Linked DNA regions of Mus musculus: region 2 is linked to region 1. A link is a contact called in public HiChIP or PLAC-seq data. All regions are on one chromosome and are shown on one strand. The core of a region is the stretch at or near the end of the contact, and the rest is flanking DNA. Distances in the headings are between cores, read along the strand shown.

The links. HiChIP or PLAC-seq counts read pairs in DNA pulled down with a chosen protein or histone mark.
Region 2: an H3K27ac HiChIP or PLAC-seq map of bone marrow-derived dendritic cells shows a contact between it and region 1, with 2.5 times the contacts expected there. The contact joins two enhancer-like sites.

What each region holds. Positions count from the first base shown.
Region 1 is chr12:108,167,146-108,174,149 of GRCm38.p6, forward strand. All of the region lies in intron 1 of Setd3 (SET domain containing 3), which reads right to left. Among named protein-coding and RNA genes, the nearest start is that of Setd3, 8.6 kb to the right of the region's middle. Within about 2 kb of position 3,471, at least 52 of the 459 cell types and tissues checked have an H3K27ac peak or open chromatin away from gene starts, as enhancers often do. A contact at or near this core is called in bone marrow-derived dendritic cells, where this site is marked.
Region 2 is chr12:108,627,240-108,634,243 of GRCm38.p6, forward strand. All of the region lies in intron 1 of Evl (Ena-vasodilator stimulated phosphoprotein), which reads left to right. Among named protein-coding and RNA genes, the nearest start is that of Mir342, 28 kb to the right of the region's middle. Within about 2 kb of position 4,157, at least 97 of the 459 cell types and tissues checked have an H3K27ac peak or open chromatin away from gene starts, as enhancers often do. A contact at or near this core is called in bone marrow-derived dendritic cells, where this site is marked.

The sequences.
Region 1 (7,004 bases), core at 2,221-4,720:
ACAGCAATGGCCTACAAAAGCATGTTGCTCCTCCCCAAGTGGTTTAGTGATGCCAGGACTGTAAACAGACTTTACTTCCTAGATCCTGTGTCCCTCAACATCCCAGTTCACTGGTGTGTTAGCCTACCTGCAAGGATTCATTCAAGCAGCCACGGCAACCTCCCTATATTCAGTGTCTGCCCTCTATCAGGCACCACCGAGTTAAGATCAGCTTCCCGGATGATCATGTCCTTTCTCTGTCTGAGGTCACCTAGCAGGTAAGAAATTTAAGCTATAATTTACACTGAGCAGCATCACTCCCACACTGCCTCCATTTATATACCAGGAAGCACATGGTAGTTCAGGGTCAAAAGACCTTAAAAGTTCTTCCAGACCAACAGGTTTAAATACTGGTTAAATCCATCACAAAACAACCCCTGCACTGCAGTCACTACCCAGCTCACACCTAAGTGCTTCATTCTACATCCCTCCTGCTTAGGCTCTGACAACAGTCTGTGTCTCTCCATGGCCAAACCCCTCTCTGCACTAAACCATCCCTTCCTCCCCTATCCCATTCTACAGCACCTTATGGGCCAGCTGTCCAAAGGCTCCCAGTCCTAGTACTCATTGCCTATACCTTTGAATACATCCCTCCACCTCTTTCCTGCCAGTCCTCGCCCAACACCTGTCACGTGTTCATTCATCGCTGCTTCTTCTCAAACTACTATCCCCTAAAAGCTTCTCCAGTGGTCCCAGTCATAGTTTTCTGTCCTTCACACCCCTGCAACTTCTTGAATGTTCTTCAGTTACTGTGGTACAAGACTAACGCAAAGCCCAGTCCTCTCCATATTGCCCGGGACACCAGGCTCCTTGAGGGAACTCTCTATATCTTATTTATATTCCTAAGTCCAACCCTGCAGCTCAGAGCTCAGCATAGAGCAGTTGCTCCACAGTGGATACTACACTAAGCTGTCAAGTAAAGCATTCTCAGAATTGTAATGGGTGATCCTACAGGTGCTGCCCAAGCTTCTATTCCCTGGAGATACACAGAAAAGGTCGAATACCTATTCTGTGTGAGAGACCATTAACTATGTCACAGTGGTGTGAAAGCACCAGTGTTCTTTGGCAGTAACTGTCATACAGCTAAGTACAACAATACAAATAAAATAATTAAGTCCAAAAGTGGCCAGCTTCTAGAAACACTGATAGACACAAATGTATTAAAGATAAAACTTGGAAACCCCGTCAGTAATTTAACCTTTGGAAGTGTGTGTGTGCGTGTGTGTATGTCCGCACGCCTTCTCTCTCCCCCAAAGTCCAAGCTCGACCCTTCTCTCCCTGACTCCAGTCTCTTCCACTATTGTCCACAGTTGGACTGTACACAGCTTCATTGACTTATCCACATGCGACACAGTTTCCACCTCCAGTAAAGTGAGGAGACCATCCAGTGCACCCCAACCACCTACCAGGCTCTTTCTAATCCACAGCATCTCCAGAGGCATCACCTAGCTTACCTTCCTTCTTTCTAGTCCCCTTTACTAGTTTCCTCTTCTTGAACTTTACATACACAATCTTGTTTATATACTGTACAGGTTTCTTTTGCTCAACTTAACACCTGATCTCCCAGCAAGTTCACCCTACTCTACCTGCTTGGCTTCACTCTAACTATCCTTTACACTACTTAGCTCCATGGGTTGGTCTGTGTTCTGGAACACAGCCATGTCTCGTTAGGCTTCTGGTATCGTTTCCCACATACTTTGAGACCCTGCAAAAACTGTCAACAGGGGCTGCCTTAGGGAATCCTAAGCTCTTTCTTGAAGCTATCACTCCTATGAAAATCAGTGAGGAAAGTTCAAAGGCAAGGTCATTAACAGATGATAAAGGCTTGGTTTATATTAGGATTTGGTCTCTTGTTTCTTTGGACTGCTTCCCTCCCACAGTCCTGCAGCTTCTAAGAGACAGGAAGTAATCAGCGCTGGTCCACACAGAATCTCCACTTACAAAAGGGAAGGAGAGTAACTGTCTGGTTCCTCATCAGAACACATCTCCCGAAAGCACAGGATTCTAAGTTGGGCAGTCTCTTAATCTGTTCCACTCAAAAGGTAAGTGTCGGGGTTCTCATATACAAACTATACACAGTCATGAAACAATGACTTCATGTTTCATGAGTTCTACTGAAAAATGAGGACAATTCCTAAAGTAAAAATATACATTTATACAGGGTGGGTGAGACACAGCTTGACCATTGTGCATATATGGAAAGACTTTCGTATATTAAATAACAGAACCTCTGGAAATACATTCATATTTTTTGTGGTTTTCTCTCTCTGAAAGCAGCTAAGCAGGATATTATTTGTTTCTGGTACCAAAGGAAGAGCTATGACCAAGCACAGCTGGAAGCTCAGGGGGAAAGGGGATACTTGCGACAAGGGCCACAAGCATTTGTCCATGTGGCCACCACAGCTTAGTAAGGTCGATACTGAGGACTCCAGCTCTTAGGAAGCTGAGAGGATGCTGTGACTTGGCCAAGAGACCAGAGGCACCAAGCAGCAGACCCCAGCTTGAAGCCATGGATCAGCTGCACCATCCAGGCTGACTCTAAACATAAAGGCACTTGAGTAAACAAGCTCCCCTATCCCCTGGGTAGGCAATAGTGACCAATGTGAAGGACATCAAAACCAGGGAAAGCCAGGCCTACAGGTCTCAGCATTGAGACCAGAAATTAAGTCACACCCAAAGCAAAGCGGCAGAGATAATTCTCCAAATGCCCAAGTAACAGAAGACAGAGGGCAAGGAAGTACAGTGTAAGAAGGATGACTGAAAGAATCAGGTAGTAAAGTCGTTTCCTAAATCCAATTCTGCTTTGACAGTTTTCACTTCAAAATTCATCTATGCTGTGTGATCTCCCTAACCTTGTGGATTTGAAATGATTACCCAGACTTCACACTTGTGATTCAAAACTTTGCTACACACAATGGTTCATTCTGTGATTCAGTTAACTTGGGTGCCTGTTGCTTCCAACTTTTAAACAGAGCTGTCAAAGAGGTACCAAGCACATCTTTAACAGTCTGAGTGTGTGGGGGGAGAGGGGGTAGGTACTCACTCACCAGTGTCCTATAAAGACCAAATATTACTAATACTCCTTCTACATATTCATGTAAACATATGCTAAATTAAGCACCTATGCACTTACTCTTTCTCTATCCCTTTCCCCCTTGCTCTCATGAGAAATGTTAGCTGAGCCAGGCGTGGTGGCGCACGCCTTTAATCCCAGCACTTGGGAGGCAGAGGCAGGCGGATTTCTGAGTTCAAGGCCAGCCTGGTCTACAGAGTGAGTTCCAGGACACCCAGGGCTACACAGAGAAACCCTGTCTCGAAAAACCGAAAAACAAAACTTAACAAAAAGAAATGTTAGCTGTATAGCACAAGGGTAAGTGAAAGATACTCTCCCCTGAAGTTTAGACTGAAATAGCATATGAACTATCATGGGAGAAGCAGAAGTGAGGCCTAAACAGCAACCACAACAATAAGTATTACTTTAGACAAAGGAAGGAAGGGAGGGAGAGAGGAGGAGGGCGGGAGGACAGACAGACAGACTAGTAGGGAAACCAGCAGAGTTTCACTCTCAGTTGGCACCTACAGAAGTAGGCCTTGCTGTAAGTCCACCCACCTGTCTCCATTCACCACCCAGAAGTTTATAGAAGGTACAGGACCCTCAAGCCTGGCCCTTTTAAGTCAGTATAGACTACTTAGCAAGCCAAACAGCCACCTCCCTGCGTAACAGACAGGGAAACAAACATAACTGTTAATTGCAGGCTGACTGGCAAGAAGGGACAACTGTGACTACTGATAACTTCCACCATTTAATTATTTCCCATTCTAATCTATACAGGGAACTAAATAGACCATACTTTGGGGACCATGCTAGAGGAGGAGGTGACAGGGTAGAGGCATTATTACACAGTATAACTCATATGTACTAATAGATGACATTCAGTTGCAAAAACATGACTTGCATTCATAATTAAAATGGGAAAAAATTATATAAACTGGACATTGGCAAAAAAAATTACCCTCTCTGGTAAAAATCTATTAGCTGAATGGGCAGGCAACATCTATGAAAGAACTAGTAACCATGTGACTAACTTGTACAAAAGTATAAACCCCTGATTCCAGCCTGCCAGCAGAATATCTCTTTGACAACCATGCATGCCCTCACAGAAGCAGTGACCTGAGCTAAAACTTGGGCTGTCTTCTACAGCCCTTCTTCTGCTCCCTGCCACCAGGATACTTTAATTAAGTTCTTCCTGAAAATGCTGCTTTGAAATAAGTACAGCTAGAATAAACACTTTTGATAGTAGGTATTTGGCAATTTGCCTAGGAAACCTAACTCTGACCCAGCACCATCTGCTTCTCAATGTAGTTTGCACTGACCCAACTTGGCAGCTGTGTCTTCTGAAGGAGGTTCTGTTTGTGTGCTTCTTCCTGCTCCAAGCTTTCAGCTGTAAAATACACCTGAGGGGGTGAAGCCAGCCAATGTGTATAGAAGAACAGGAAACAATCCCTTCCCCATTTCACTAACTATTCTGTAGACCATGAGAATCAAACATCACAATGAAGTACACACAGAATGGGTTGGGAAACAGAAAGACACAGGGCAACATTTTCTGTCCCAAACCCAGCACTGGCAAGGTGCTTCATGGTGGTGCCTTCCTTGGCTTCACGTGGTGCCAGCTTAACTGGAACTGACAGTTACCAGAAGCACACTCTGGCTTGGCCCAGAATGCCACACCATAATAACTTAGACCAGCATGCCATGCTACAATAACTTACACCAGTGTGGCTGGTACCCACCAACTGGCACAACACTCCGGAATCAATGGAGGTGCTCTATGCCATAGACTCAAAGGAATCAAGAAGTCAAGGCAAGCAGTTCAAAGAACGGATTTTGACTCAGTAGCTACTTAAGTACCAACAGAAACATAGATCTAAGTTTTAATCTCTTTACAGAACAATTTGGACTATTATATAAATGCAGCGTAACTAGAGAATTCAAAAAAGTTCCTTTCCACAAAAATATTGACTATTTTTCCAGAAATTTAAACAATAATTCTAAATTTTAAACCATCTGATTGTCTTTCAGCATAAAAGGTTTGAGCTGTTAAATTATAAGCACACTGAGGTTAACTCCTGGCTTCTTGACTGTGAGTGGATGAACCCTGAACTCAAGCCTCCCCCATGGCAGTCAGCAGAAGCAGCAGCATGAACACCATCAGTGACTACTGCATCCATACAGCAGGCATCAGGAGTGTCTGAATGCCATCAGTAAAGTGAGGGAACCAACCAGATCAGCCTGCAGCTCTACAGCTCTAGTAACTGCCTGCCCAGGTCTAATTACTTTAACTTCAGTGAGGAATAGCTGACAAACTGAGGGACCTGAAGAAACAGAAAGGTATCCATCTCTTCCTCCAAGTGACAAGCCAGACCATGACAACTGGGCAAGCAGGCTGAACACAATGGAGTATCAGTTACACTTGGGGGAAAGAAATCTGTCTTTGTCGGAACTATATAAACTGGTCATTGACAAAAAATGACCCTCTGTGGTAAAAATCTATCATCTAAATGAGCAGGTGACATCTATGAAAGAACTAGTGATCATGTGACTAACTTGATTCCAGCCTGCCAGCAGGCTATCTCTTTGACTACCGTGCATGCCCTCAGAAGCAGTGACCTGAGCTAACTCTTGGGCTGTCTTCCCTGCTCCCTGCCAGCAGGATAGACCTGCACGCTGAGATTAGCTCTACCTTTTCTATCTGCTGCATCAAACCCAATGTTCTGTTATCTACACCATCCTTCAAATAAAGGAATCTACTCAGTCCCCACGAGGCTCCTATCTAAAATAATCATCTAAAAATAATAATAAAGTAAGGAGTCAGGAATCACTTCCATTACAGCTCTCTCTAAAACAAAGACAACAGTGTTAAATGGTGACAGGACAGCTGTAACCTGCTAAATCACCTTGAAGGCACTTACAATCCAAACATGAGATTCTAGATTCTAAAATTACAGAGCATCAGGACTGGAAGATACCTTTGAGATGATTATGTAAACCCTTATGCACAGCATTATGTCACCATCAACTGTCAATGCTTCACTATCCACCATCTGATTCTAGTCTGAAAACGTGGCTGGCTAACAAATTCACAACCTAAAGCACTCCATTCAGTCTTGGAGTCCTCTGATTGAAGAAGGTGGGCTACTGATGGCCATCAGTCCTGCCTGCTCACTTCTGAAGCAGTCTCTTACTTGTAAGCTACTCCTCTGGGACCTGTCCAAATTCTGTGAAGATGGCTTCCATGTTCTCCTTTTCCAGGCTTCTAGTATGTCACCCTCCCCAACTTCTCAAAAGTGAACCAACTCTGTACACTGCCCTCCAGAGAGCAAGGCAGCAAAAGTCCTTCTGAGGCAACCTGAGGGAGTCACACTTCAGTGGTACTTCTGCCCCACTGAAACTCATCTCAACATCTTACTAATTTTTGTAAGGTTGCTCCAGGTGGTTTATCAACCAAGAAAATCCATTCTCTTGCCCTGTGTATATTTCTTGAGTGTCTCACGGGACACACAGCCCTATTATAGCCTTTAAGATGAGAGGAGATCATATAAACTTATGTACAGAAAGACAGGTGCACTATACTAAACCTGAATATTCAAGTGAATGCAATAATTCTGCTGTTAGGTTATTTCAGGGTGACATTCCAGGCTACTGAAACCATATCATTCCTGCCATGTATTGTGGCAGTTTCCAAAATGACGGTTCTCATTCTAAGTGCATGGCCTGGACACACACTATCTATCATGGACCCAAGTGACCACCTTACACAACAGATGAGACAAATATCATTATGAACCTGTCACAGGTAAGAAAAATTAATGTATGTAACATGATAAGTTCAGCTGGTGTCAGAGCTTCATGAGTACTTCTCGACCATGGATTTTATGGATAAGCAATCATATATTGAGGATTT
Region 2 (7,004 bases), core at 2,907-5,406, 460 kb after region 1:
GATAAAATCCAAATATTTTATCTCTATTTTTCTTTCCTTCCAAGATGCCTTTTAGAGAGAAACCAATGCTCTGCTGCTGCTCTCTCTAGGCTCTTTGCTTGTCTGTCTTTGTTAGTTCTTTGACTCTTTCTGGGTGTTGTGTTTCTTGTTTTTCTACTGCCCAGACTGCTGAGCCTCTTGAGCTCTGTGAAGGCTAAAAGTTGGTTTACATTGCTCCTTGTTGCTTCCCCCCACTTAATGCTTTAAGTAACTTTCCTTCTCTCCAACGGAGAGAAGTCCACTAGCATGCCCATTGCTTTGGAAAGTTCTGCTTCTCACGGTTGAGGTCACTGCTGTTTCCTTTTATGTCTTTCTTCATGGTGCTTCCACTTCTCTGAGACGTGACTCGCCCTGAAAGTTCATTATGTCTTTGGGCATTCTGTTACCATAGCCAGTCATACCTGCTTATGTTGCAGATGACTTTAGCAGGGCCTTGGTTAGGAGTGGGGCTGCCCTGAGCCATGGTAGGCCCAGCTCTCCTTTTCCATGTCTGTCCTTCTCCGTAAGTACTTGTGTACTTCTTGAGTCCCAGTCCTCCCAGCAGAAGAGCCTAACTGAGATTCTGAACGTGTGCCATGTGTTTCAAGAGCTGTGCTGGAGCAAATGGATACTAAAAGATGACTGAACAGTATCCTCTACCAAAGGACAACGTTCTTTGAAGAAGTGGATATTACGGTGCCTGTGATAGCTCTCTGCATTTTCTTCAGTAAATGCTGTTGATGAGGTAAAGCGTGCAAGTAGAATCCTGGAAGACAAGCCTAATTTTGACTGCCGGTAGATGGCGGTTATTTCAGGAGGGAGGATAACTAGGTGTGAAGGCACAGAAGCCCTACTGTCAGTTCATAACTATGAAGGGAGCATGTGCAGACAGATCAAAGCAGTGTCCTCAGGAGCCCAAAGCCGTGGGCCATAGATGGCTGAAGAGACAAGTTGCATTTCCCTACAGAATTGCTCAAGTGTCTTCTTATCTGGCTGTTTACACATTATTCTCCAAGTTCTGTAGCTGAAGAGGGAAAGTGTGTGAGGGCAACCCCCAGGCTGTGGATGGATGCTTGAGAGTTTGGGTCATTGAGTTTTGCCTAGGATGTTTAGTAATCTATAGCTGGTCTCTGCTGCTTTGTGAGTTCTTTTTCCCATCCTTTATTCTACCCCCCCCACCCCCCCTGTTTTAACCCCCCCCCATCACTAAATAAGAGAGAAAGAAGGAGGGAGAGAGGGAGGGAGGAAGACAGAGAGAGAGAGAGAGAGAGAGAGAGAGAGAGAGACCCTGAATATAATTTCTTTGTTCTTTGAACACAACTATTAACAAGCCACATCCAACCGCAAACACCCCCCCCCCAATGACCACCAATCAGCCTCTTGGGGCCCTAGCATTTATTTACCCTCTGAAAAGTTCTAGAATTCCAACTGTCACACAATAGCAGACACTATCTGCAGCTAGCAAAACTATGACTCTGCTAGATCATGAGGCAAATCATAGTCTACTGCTGCAGTCAGTTTGGAGAAGCCCCATATCCACATACATCAGATTAGAACAAAAACACATTCTTATAATATCCCTGTGTTTAAAGAAAACAAAATTCCAAAATTCTCACTACAGTAAGCTGGTCTTTACAGAGCTGGTCCACTTAAGTAGCGCCTGCAGCAAGAGCTGCAACTGTGCTGTGAGAGTGAGCATGTCTGGCTAGCAGTTATTTGAATGTAAACCTTGGAAGAAAGGCCTAGCAGATAGTCATTGAAAATACAAGAATCTCCAGCAAGTCCAATTCCATTTTGATTTTTGAAGGTGTAGTTAAGACTCTAAGACACAGATAATGACAACACAAATACTGTCATATCAAAAGGCCTACTGAATGTTGCTAACTAACCTCATTGCATTGGAGATAGCAGATTTTGAGTGAAGATGTCTCTACCCTCTTTACTCTAACACCTCCCTGCTTCCTTCTTAAAGTGTCCTGCCTTTACCACAGAGGTGGATGGTGTGCCAGTTCTTCAGGAATGATCTCCTTTGCTATCATTCAAAGTTCCTTCTGTACTTGCTGTAGTTGCTATCCCAGAGGGCTGAGTGTTAAAAATTGATATCCCAGAGTGGTGTTGTTGAAAAGGTTGTAAGCCATTAGGAGGAGGCCATTAGGCCACGAGAGACATGTCCTGGAAAGTTTGGAGGGATCCTAGACTCCCAGTCTCTATGGGCTTTCTGGCTGTTAAGTCGTTTGCTCTGCCATCTGCTTTTGCCATTATGTGTCACCCTTACCAGAGGCCCAGAGAATGGGGCTGCCTGATTTGAGTTAAAACAAGTTTTAACAAACAGACCAGACCTTCAAAAGTATGAGTTCAGTCTCTTCAGTAGTCAGTGTCCAGGCATTTTGTTATAATGATAGAAAGGTGACTAACATGATGCTGTTGTGAAGTGAGTCCTTCAAAGAACACATGGACTCTTGAAGCCAATAGAACGCCTTTATTCTCTGGCCAGGGGCCACATTGGGGAACTTGCCCAAATTGTGTAACCATCAGCCTTAACTGATCTTGTCTTTTTATGCACAAAAACCATATCCTGGTTGACACACTTCAATTAGCAAGATCAGTTACCAGTAGGCAGAGCCACAGAAGCCAAACAACAAGGTCAGTGTATTTAAGGACTTTCCCAGAACTATAGACCTGCTGGATTAGGTCTTTGTTCTCATTTTGGCAGGTGTTAGGGTCTCTGTGCTGTGCTCTTAAGTCAGTGGTGCCTTGGTGTCTTTAATAGGTGTCAGTTGTTCTAGGTTCTAGGGGCCTGATATAATCTCATCTGTGTTCCACCAAGGTGAGATGAACAGTCCCTAGCCAGTTTGCTGGTCTCTCAAGGAAGTTTCCTAAGGGAACTGGCTTTGGGTTTAGTTCTTGATTTGTTTTTAGCAAACTCCCAAGTTCTTTAGAATCTGACAGTGCCTTTTGCAGGTCAAGTAGATGTTTCTGTGCTGACACAGTAGAGCCAGCAGCCTTGGTTCATCTGCTGCAGGTGTTGGTACATTCCTCTTCACTCATTCTGAAGTTCCTTTGTGGGGTCACCATTTACCCTAATCCTGCTGGTACCTTATATCTTAAGCTCTGTGCTGGTTCATCATATTACATTACATGCTGCTTTCTTAACAGAACGGCTTTCTTCCTCACTAAACTGCTTCTTTGGTGCCAACATCCCTTATCCTATATTCCCAACAGGTTCTGTTGTCTTTACATGATTGACTTAAGACCTGTTATGCATAGTTTTTATTTTTATTTTGTATGTGGGAAGGGGGCACATGGAACACACAACCGTTTTGAGAGTCAGTTCTTACCTGCTAACCACCTCAAGGCCAATCCATGAATTTTTAATAAAGCCATTCCTTTCAATGAACAGATGAGGAAGCCAGAGTGAAGGTGGGGATAACCAGGAAGTCATGTATAAAGCAAGGGCAGGCCAGAGCTCTTTTCCTTTCCTGCTCCTTCTCATAATTCTGCTAAGTGTATTACTAAAGCTCTAGGACTGAGTTAAAAGGTCTCCCAGAAGGTTCGCTCAAGCTACCTGCTTACTAAAACCAGAAAAGACGGTAGCACCAGGTAAAAGTGAGAGGGAGTGGGAGAGGAAACTGAAAGTTACTTTATCGCAGAGATGGTTACACATAGGCCAATATCTTCAGGAAATGAAAAAAATAACCTTTGTTATTGTAGTAACTAACTGATTCTGCTACTCTCCTTGATGAAGTGACAGTAGTGACTTACTTTGAAAACATCTGTAAAATGAGCAAAATCTACAATGGGTACTGAATCAAACAGGCGTCAGACAGTGTATAGGACTCTGACTCTTGAGAAGAAATATCATGATAAGCCCTACAGTGGCTAGAGGCCTCTGCCTCTGTTTGCTTTTCTATTTTAGGGAAGAAGGTGGAACTTAAGCTAACTGGTTCACAGGAGGCAGATCCTGAAATTCCAGGTCACATAGAGTTAGGCTTAGTAAGAACTAGAAAAAGAGGAAGCAGGTCTGAGCAGAGACAACTGAGTTCTGTTTAAAGGGCTTCCCTCTTTGGAGCTGTTGCCTAGTGGCTGTCTGTGCATGTGAGAGCACTCCTAGAAGCCAGCTCAGATTGCCCTCTGCAGAGCTAAGCAAGGAAGGGTGGTGTCAGAGCCGTGCAGGGTGGCAGCATGTGGGGCTGTCAGCTCAACCTGAGCTAAGAGACCCACCACAGTTTGACTGTGACATATCTCCCACAGGCTAGTATGTTAGGACCTGTGGTCTTCAGCTGATAGTCCTGTTTGAGAGAGTCATAGAAACTTTAAGAGGTAGCGCCTCACTAGGTGGAAGTGGATCACTGGAGGTAGGCCATGAGGTTTTATCCCCTGGCCCCACTTCCTGTCTGTTTTCTACTCTTTGACAGGTGGCACAGTATGACCAGGTTCCTAATACTGGTCTGCCATTTCCTGTCGTAAAAGACTTTCTCCCTTTGTTTGTTCATTTGTTTGGCAGGGTCTCATTCTGTGGACCAGCTGACCTTGAACTCACAGATCCACCTACCTGCCTCCTAAGTACCAGGATTAAAGTTGTGTACCACTACACCTGGACTGATCCCTTCTTAGACCATTAGCCAGACAAACCCTTCCTTGGGTTGCTCCTGTTAGGGGTTTTGTCACAGCAACAACACGAGTAACCAACACAAAAACCTGGCACTCAGAAGTGAGGCCATTCCTGGGATAAACCTGACCACATGGTTTGTAGGCTTTTGAAACTGGCTTGTGTGAGGAATGAGAATTCAGAATGTAGCGCTCTAGACTAAAGAAGCCCCAGAATATTATAAACTGAACTTAGTGGGCATCTGGTGGAGCCCAGAAGACCAAAACCTGAAAGAACTGCAGGCCCGCACCATGGCTCAGTCGATATAGTACCTGCCATGCATGTAGGATCTGAATTGTCCAGATCTCTGGCATCCATATAAAGGGTGGGTGTGGCAGTATGCATCTGTAAGCCCACTTCAGGGGTTAAGGAGGTGTCACAGACCCCTGCAGCTCACTGACCAACCATCCTGGCCAATGATGAGTTCCAGGGTCAGAGAGGACCTTGTCTCAAAACTAAGATCGCCTGGCTCATAAAGTTTCAGAGCCGAACAAGGACTTTGTCAGGACCTGAGCTAGAGTCCGTTCTTGTGATATTCTGGGGAGAATGTATGTCTGTATTCTGCCCATGTCCTTAGACCTTGAATGAGGCTCAATTCAAAAGTAGTGAGCTTGCTAGGCCTGTAATTTTAGAATTCAGGAGGTAGAAGCAAATGGATCTTTGTGAGTTTGAGATTAGCCTTAACTACAAAGGACATTTCAAGGCAGCAGAGCCACTCAACCTGTGGCAGTGCCTTTCCACTGGCTCCTGTTGAGGTAGACAGTGAGAGCAGCAAGTGAAACAAAATATCAGCATGTACATTTGTGGAGGAAGGAGCTATGAGCAAGCTGAAGTTATAGATACAGGGGTGCAAATGCAGCTGTAGTTACTAGATAGGAACCTCCTATTTTATAGGGATGATATGGAAGGTTCCCTGAGGAGAAGACCTGAGCCATCCAAAGCTCTAACTTCTGAATTTGCAAATTCATTTGACCAGAGAACCTGAAGTAAGTGTGTCTACAGGGGTTCCCTGATGGATAAATGCCTATGGAAGTGTTTCCCTGGCTCTGCCTTTAAGGACAGAAGAACTCTGATCCAGGAAGATCAGGCTACATCTCCAGCTGGAGGTTCAAGGTAGGATGGTAAGAGAACAAGGATGGCTCACACCAGGGGTCCAGCCCACTGAAGCCAGGCAGTGTGTGGCAGGATCAGGAAAGCTCCAGGAGGCCTGTCTCAGGCTGAAGTGGAGGGTGATTAAAGAAGACTCCCAGTATCGCCCTCTGCCTCGTATACATGTGCACATACATGTATGCATGCACATGTAGGTACATGCATATGAACCTAAAGAACATGCTGGGCTGGGCTTGGTGGTTCATGTTATCATCCTCACACTCAGGAAGTAGAGAAAGGAGGTTCAGGGGTTCAAGGTGATTCTCAGCTACATAGGGCTTAAGGACAGCTGAAAAGAAAAGTAAACAAAACAAAACAAAAAACAAAACAAACAAACAAAATCCCAAGAGAAAGCAAAAGCAGATTTTGCCTTAAGCATGGCCAGAAGGAAAGGTCACTTTAGAAGAGGGGTCAGAATGATGGATTGCATGCTTTCAAAATGGAGGGAGCCATGGACCAAGGAATGTGGGTACTGTGTAGGAGAGGGAAGGGAAGGGGCTAACTCTTCTGCAGAGCCTCCAGAGCGGAGTGTACCGTTTCCACCGTCTTAATTTAACCTAGGGAGATCCATGTTGAAATCCGATCCCGGTGGACTTCTCACCTACTGTTAGTGTAATTATGAGATAATGCATTTTTATTGTTGTAAGCCACTACATTTGTGGTAAATTGTTATAGTCGTAACAATAAAGACTATAGAATAGAAAGTGTTCTTAATAAAAACTCCAAATTGTAGAAAATATAGGTATTAACAGAACTGAAGATGCTTAAGTCTCCTAGAGATTTTCAAGGCCTTTCAACAATTGATGAAATGTTTAGAGAAAATAGTGAGGACATAGAAGTTCTGCACCTATTAACCACCTTGACCTAACAGACGTTGTAGGAAACACACTTCCTCTCTGTGACCGACCACGGTATCTTCATCAAACTGAGCTACATACTGGGCCCTAGATGTCTCTGTGCAAGTAAAAGAATTGTGTTCATACCAAGAAACACAAAAGTCATACTAAAAGCATATATTCTGACCACAGTAGTCAATAGCAACAAAGCAAGAAAATACCGTAGATTCTGAAACAAAATTAAATAACATACTTCCAAATAATCCACAGTTACAAAGAAAAATTCACAAGGGAAAATAGCAAATACTCCAACCAGCTAAAACCAAAACCACAAGTCACAAACATGGTTTGCA